Regions from separate parts of the Danio rerio genome. Here region 1 is linked to region 2. The links are chromatin contacts, called in public HiChIP or PLAC-seq maps. All regions are on one chromosome and are shown on one strand. Each heading gives the region's core, a stretch centred on a gene start, on an enhancer-like site or on the middle of the called end of the contact. The rest is flanking DNA. Distances are from core to core; before and after follow the strand shown.

Region 1 (3,605 bases), core at 602-3,101, 75 kb before region 2:
AAAGGCACTCAAATGGAGCTAGTGATGTCACTGTGATGGGTAGGGTTAGGGGTGGGGTTAGGTGAGCCCATTAAAAAGCATTGGATGCAGCCCAGATTGCACTGCACCGAGTCTGCAGCCAGACCCCTCTCCCCTCGCGGGCCTCTGATACTATTCCCGAACTTATTCAACGAAACACATAACATTTGTTTCATTTTAAAATTCACTCCCAACATAAAGTGTACATTAAAACAAAAAAGAACATACACGTATAATAAAAAAAACACAGTAAACACAATAAATAGTTGGGGGAAAAAAAAAAAAAAAAAAAAAAAAAAATATATATATATATATATATATATATATATATATATATATATATATATATATATATTTTTTTTTTTTTTTATTAATTGTTTATCATATTATTAATTAAAATAATGTTTATAATATATCAGAGTACACTGTTCATTGAACAATCAACATTTAAGGAGTTCTCTTTTACCAAAATGAAATAAAATAACGCTATGACCATTTGTTTACGTGTTGACGAATGAACCCATTAAACTATAGGTGAATTAGGTAAGATAAACCATCCGTAGTGTATGTCCTGTTTCTCCAGATTAGGTGTTGAGCGTTTGTCTAAAGACCCACCTCATAAAAACTAGAGGTTACGAAACACCAACATGGTGCGGCTAATATCACTTTGATAAAAACGACCCTGGGAGTAAGTAAAACATATAACCTACATTTACAGTGATTCATCTGTGAATGTTTATTAACATCTTTATACATGCTTCAAATGGTGATACCTTACTTTATACTTTAAAAGACACCTGGCAATCTTGATATATGGTGATCTGTTAATTAATAGAAAAAAAAATTAAAAATTAAAAAAAAAAAAAATATATATATATATATATATATATATATATATATATATATATATATATATATATATTTTTTTTTTTATTATTAATTGTTTATCAAATTTTAATTAAAATAATGTTTATAATATATCAGAGTACACTGTTCATTGAACAATCAACATTTAAGGAGTTCTCTTTTACCAAAATGAAATAAAATAACGCTATGACCATTTGTTTACGTGTTGACGAATGAACCCATTAAACTATAGGTGAATTAGGTAAGATAAACCATCCGTAGTGTATGTCCTGTTTCTCCAGATTAGGTGTTGAGCGTTTGTCTAAAGACCCACCTCATAAAAACTAGAGGTTACGAAACACCAACATGGTGCGGCTAATATCACTTTGATAAAAACGACCCTGGGAGTAAGTAAAACATATAACCTACATTAACAGTGATTCATCTGTGAATGTTTATTAACATCTTTATACATGCTTCAAATGGTGATACCTTACTTTATACTTTAAAAGACACCTGGCAATCTTGATATATGGTGATCTGTTAATTAATAGAAAAAAAATTAAAAATTTAAAAAAAAAAAAAATATATATATATATATATATATATATATATATATATATATATATATATATATATATATATATATTTTTTTTTTTTTTTTTTTTTTATTAATTGTTTATCATATTATTAATTAAAATAATGTTTATAATATATCAGAGTACACTGTTCATTGAACAATCAACATTTAAGGAGTTCTCTTTTACCAAAATGAAATAAAATAACGCTATGACCATTTGTTTACGTGTTGACGAATGAACCCATTAAACCTCCAGTCGCATACTTTATTTTGTGCGCAGCAGATAAAATAGGTGGCAGGACCTTCTGGTGCGCGGAGGAAGGCTCACCCCTCCCAGCGCCTTTTGCACAGCCGCAGTTGGTGCTCGTGCAGACGGCGAAGAGCCGCTAGAGGAGCCGCTGCTGCTGCTGTGAAGATCCTCCGGTCCGGCTTCATCTTCATCATCATCATCACAGCCTCCATCCGCCCGCGCCGCGCTGCACCTGCCGACAGCGCTGCCATTAAATACAATGGAAAGATCAGAGAGACACGGAAACATCTAAAACAGACGCATCTCCTCCAACAGACAAGGTAGGAAAGACTCCAGATGGGGAGCTACTGAAGGGGACCGGCTGTATCTGAAATCGTTATGCTCTGCATATTACTGCACATAAATCCTTTTTACACAGCAAGTGCTACAGCGTTATTGAAAAGCTGAAGGGATTCAGAGGAAGCAGTGCTTGCAGGATCTGATTGCAGTGAAAATGTGCTTTGAGGGTCCATATGTGAGAGATCTGATGCAGAGGCGCCTTTATAAGCAGGAACCCGCCTTTATTTAATATCAGCACTCAACAGGGCCCTCCCTTTTTCTTCATTCTCCACCATTGTATTCAAAAGTATCTCAATAATTGCTGCTTATGTGCAGCTTTAATAACGGTGAGGTGAAATGTGTTGTAATTGATCATAATTAGATTCTTTGTTCTTTGTTAAGACAGTAACCGAGAAGTAATGTAATTTAAGTGAACAATTGCTTCTGTGAAAATTATTATCAGATAGTTTTGTAGACATTTCAGTTACATATGGTTATACAAGCCTTGTGTTTTCCAGGATGCGTATTAGTGTGAATGCATTGTGTTAATGTTATTTTCGCAATAATTTTTAATGTGGAAAAAATATTGAAATCATGTGGTTAACCTATCTAGGGTAAATATGTATTAAAATATACAAAACATTGCATTTGAATGGAATTGGCAGTAATATTTATTTTATAATTATATATAAAGCAACATATTTCTTTTTTAAATTACATTTTTCAGATTTTTCCAGCACTAAATTCTCTTGAAAAATTAAGAAAAATATTTCATAGTAACTAATTTGTAATATTTGAGAAATAAATGCATAAAAAATCCAATAAATAATTGGAACTAATAATAATCATTATAACAATAATAAATAATAATCATTTTATTACGTATTTTAAGTCTAAGTTTAATTATTGTTAGGTTGTTAGGATTTATACATCCATACAATTAAGCTTTGGCCACCACAACCCCAAACTGTGGTGCAAAATAATCCTTAATATTCAAAAGTAATATCTCAAAATAAAAAATATTGTCATTATTTACTTACCATAACATTTCATTCTAAACCTTGTGGCCTTTTTTTCTTTGCAACACAAAACAAGATAATTTGAAGAATTTTGGTGTCAAAGCATGCCTCAGTGACATCCATTAAATCAGCAGAAACTACAACAGAAGTCAACATGACTGTAAAATGTCTTCTCTTGTGCTCTAATAGGAAAACGTCATAGGAATTGTCATGTTTGTAGACTATACTTGTGTTGTGTTATGTTGATTTATCCCCTTCTTTAGACTAGTGCTCATTATGTTTGTCTGTGTGTGTTATTTCAAACAGGAGGCAGAATGAGTGAAGAGGTGTCAGTTTCTCCAAGCTGGCTGGCTCAAGAACCCACCTGGGGCAGCAGCGGCGCGGGGAGCATAGAGAACATCACTGTGGGAACATACTCACCGGCGGTCATCCTGCCAGCGAGACCACCTACGGAGCTGCTGGTGAACCCGTGGGACATCGTACTCTGTTCATCTGGCACCCTCATCGCCTGTGAAAACGCCCTGGTGGTTTTGGTCATCTGGCAGAACCCGGCTTTACGCGCTCCGATGTTTCT
Region 2 (3,727 bases), core at 235-2,734:
AGACATTTTTAAGACCATTATGAATGAAATTTTCTCTAGCCCTATCAAAAATGATGAAAATTGTATACATTTAAACATACAATAATAATAATTGTGTTTTATTATTTTTGTATTAATTGTCAAATCTATCCATTCACAAACCCTATAACCCTTACCAAGAACAGAACAAAACATAGCTGTCAATTACTTCAGTCTATAGTAATAAATAATAATAGAAATATGTAGGCCAGGTCAGTATCCTCAGCAGTAAATAAATGGAGAACTTTTAATCAAATGTATGTTACTGTAAAGAAAGTAATTAAATGCTATTTTTAAATTAAAAGTTTACGTTTAATTGATGTGGATTGTTGGTGATTGCATTGATGTTAATGGCTAGATCGGTTAACTATACATGAACAAAGAAAATTAAGACCTGTTAAAATAGATTTGAGACCTACAAAACACAACATTTCAGTAGATTTAAGACTGTTTAGGGGCTAAAATTTTGCTTTTGACAATTAAGACTTTGCGGATATCCTGTAAGAGTTTAATAAATTTATTTGACTTTTGGAAATCCGCAAGCGACACCCTGTCATTGTCCGGCGAACCCCACTTTGAGAACCACTGACATAAAACATGCATCAACATCAGAGCCACTAATACCAGGAGTCAATCTGTAGCAGAAATGCTCCATTGAGGCTTCGGGTTTACCGGTGTAAACAAGCCTTCGTAAAAAGTATCTTCGTCTTCATCATCACGAAGAAAAAACCCACAAATCAGCCGCACCTGTTCCCATCACAACAGCACAGCCTCGTCAATCACAACACTTGTGCCTGCTGCTGCTGACGTACATCCACAATCCCTTCAAAATAAGCCTGCGTTTAAACCGTGAACCCTGCATATCAATCTCACATCAGCTGCCGTGTCTCTCTAAAACCCCGAACCAATGGGCAAAAGCGCTCGGTGTGTTTTGGTTGTGTTTCAGAGGTCAAAAACGCGACGGGAGCGCAGGCCTCATATCGCTGCATTTAAGTCCGTCGTGCAAAACTCACCCATCTTTCCTCTTCGCTTTGTACACATGGCCATAAGTCCCCCGTCCAACTTTACATCCTTCGTACTCAAAGAGGTCCTCGACTCGTTCTCTCTCCCCGGTGAGCTTCACTTTGAAGTCATAGTCCATTTTCGGCGTGATTCTGGGGATCCGGGCTGTGGCTTCCCTTTAAAGCGCCGCTGGGGAGGCAACTTACTTCAAGCCCCGTTTAGACAATTAGTTGCCTTCCCTCGCGTCGCTCTGAGCTCGATTAAAGAGTCCTCATTTACCGCGAGCGATCACGGGCGGCTGAAACGACGTGTAGAGCGAGTGTGCTTTTGATCCGACACAAAGTGCAGAGTGTTATTGGACTAACAGTCGCTTTCTTTGATATTTCTGTGCAACTGCGCCGCTCAGCCGGTATCTCACCCGGGAGAGTTGAGCGTCCACGTACGGCAGTGTCGCAAAGCGTCGTGAAACCGTTCCCAAGCCCACAGACGTCGAGGCTTTGTGGCGCACCACGTGGATTTTAACCCTTTGTTTAGGAATGGATTTGTTTTTCAGTTTTATAGCATGTTTTGCATTTTAACCCTCTATGGCATGATTTTTAGTTTTAGGAGGGAAAAATGGTTTACCCTTATTTTTGGGTGCTTGGGGTCCCTTGTAATAAATCAATCATAAAATGTGCCCCCCTACATTTGTTTTGCATGTTCTCCCCATGTTTATGTGGGTTTCCTCCAGGTGCTCCAGCTTCCCCAACAGTCTGAATACATGCACTATAGTTGAATTGAAAAAGCTAAATTGGCCGTAGTATAAGTGTATGAATGCATGAGTATATGGGTTTTTCCCGGTGTTGAGTTGCGGCTGGAAGAGCGTCTGCTATGTAAAACATATGCTGGATAAGTTGTTGGTTCATTCCACTGTGGCGACCCCTGAATAATAAAGGTTCAAATTAATTAATAAAAAAATTATTTAATAAATCTCAACAAGTAATATTTCATCAATATCTAGCCATAAATGGTGTAATGTGTGTTCTTGTGGGGTACTGATTGAATGTACTTATTTACCAATGTTTATTATTCACTGTGGAACCTTAGTGCAGTGGTTGGTGCATGTGAAGCAAAGGGGACATAAGAGTGACAATAAGAGTGTCTTATAGACTATTTGAAAACAGCATAATTAAACAATTAAAAATTTCCCTAAGCTGATTTATCATATAGTAATTATAATGTAAACTGCCTCACCATAATCAATATAACAAATATTGAAAAAAACATATTGCAAGTAACTTTTAAAAATCATGTTTAATTGCAAAGGTAGATATAAACATCATTGCAAATAAAACGCACCCTCAATCAAAAACGTACTGTTTAAAAAATTACATAAAAATGGTAAAATAATGATTAAATTTTTCTGCATTAGGAGTGAAATTATCTTTGTGATCCAAACCATGAATATATGCAGAAAGAACCTAATAATAAGTTTAATAATACTGATATTACTATACTACTACTTACTAATAATTTAAAGAATAATAATAGCTTAATACTAATTTGCAAAAAAGGCTAAAAGGCATTTCCAAACATCAAATCATCAGTTGAGATGAAATTATCTTTGTGATGCAAACCCTAAATATATTTAGAAAGAACCTAATAATAACTTTATTATTACTGATGCTACCACTACTACTAGTAGTAATCTTAATAATAATAGCTAAATACTAATTTGAAAAAAGTCTAAAAGGCATTCCAAACATCAAATCAATGAGTGTGATACAGCTTTAAATTGTATTTTTGTACAGCAGAATGTGTCATGTTTAACTATATTTCTTTTGAGCAAAAACAAAACAATAAAAGCGATGACTATTATTTATACTTAGTCTATCATGATTTACAGAAGACACACACTAAAACGTAACTCGTTGTATAATAGTTTATATACACATACTGTATATTGGCAGGCATATTTACAGCAAAAATCATTTAATGGCATAATAAAATACTAATAAAGTTCAAAGTGTAGTGTGATCCCTGCTGAAAAATCCAGCTTAAACCAGCCTAGGCTGGTTGGCTGGTTTTAGAGGGTTTTTGGCCACTTCCAGGCTGGTTTCCAGCCATTTCCAACCTGGTCTTAGCTGGTCAGGCTGGGAGATGACCAGCTAAAACCAGCTTGACCAGCCTAGCCAGGCTGAAAGTCCAGCCAAAACCAGCTATATCCAGCGTAAATAAGGCTGGTCAAGCTGGTTTTAGCTGGATTTGGCTGGTCATTTTCCAGCCTGACCAGCTAAGACCAGGCTGAAAATGGCTGGAAACCAGCCTGGAAATAATGGCCAAAACCCCTCTAAAACCAGGTTGGTCAACCAGCTAAAACCAGCCAACCAACCTAGGCTGGTTTAAGCTAGATTTTTCAGCAGGGATAGCACCTTTTTTTTATATCTTTAGCCCTGTCACTACCCAGCAAACGATTTTGTAGATGTCTAATAGACATCTAAACACTGACAGCTTGGCTAAAACAAGGCTAAATTTGGGCTATCAGTGAAAATCTAATAGACATCTAAGAAGAGCCCAAAATTAGAGTAGTCGTCAAATAGACCGATTAGACAGACTTTACATGTGTAGTCATTCATTCTCACTAGTTTTAACCTATTCATAGACATCTAGATTTTCACTGACAGCTCAAGTTTAGCCTTGTTTTAACCAAGACAACTTTGTTAAGACG

What was found. HiChIP or PLAC-seq counts read pairs in DNA pulled down with a chosen protein or histone mark.
Region 1: a contact with region 2 is called in an H3K4me3 HiChIP or PLAC-seq map of gastrula embryo, with 3 times the contacts expected there. The contact joins the promoter of gpr12 here to the promoter of cdk8 in region 2. A contact is called at or near these places in 2 of 4 datasets of contacts at active chromatin or transcription factors (embryo and gastrula embryo).

The regions. Positions count from the first base shown.
Region 1 is chr24:25,467,669-25,471,273 of GRCz12tu, reverse strand. It overlaps gpr12 (G protein-coupled receptor 12), which reads left to right and starts at 1,851. Exons shown (of 2, transcript XM_005162738.6): 1 at 1,851-2,014; 2 at 3,338-3,605. The coding sequence starts at 3,346.
Region 2 is chr24:25,392,636-25,396,362 of GRCz12tu, reverse strand. cdk8 (cyclin dependent kinase 8) reads right to left here and starts at 1,484. Exons shown (of 13, transcript NM_194408.2): 1 at 1,032-1,484. The coding sequence starts at 1,159.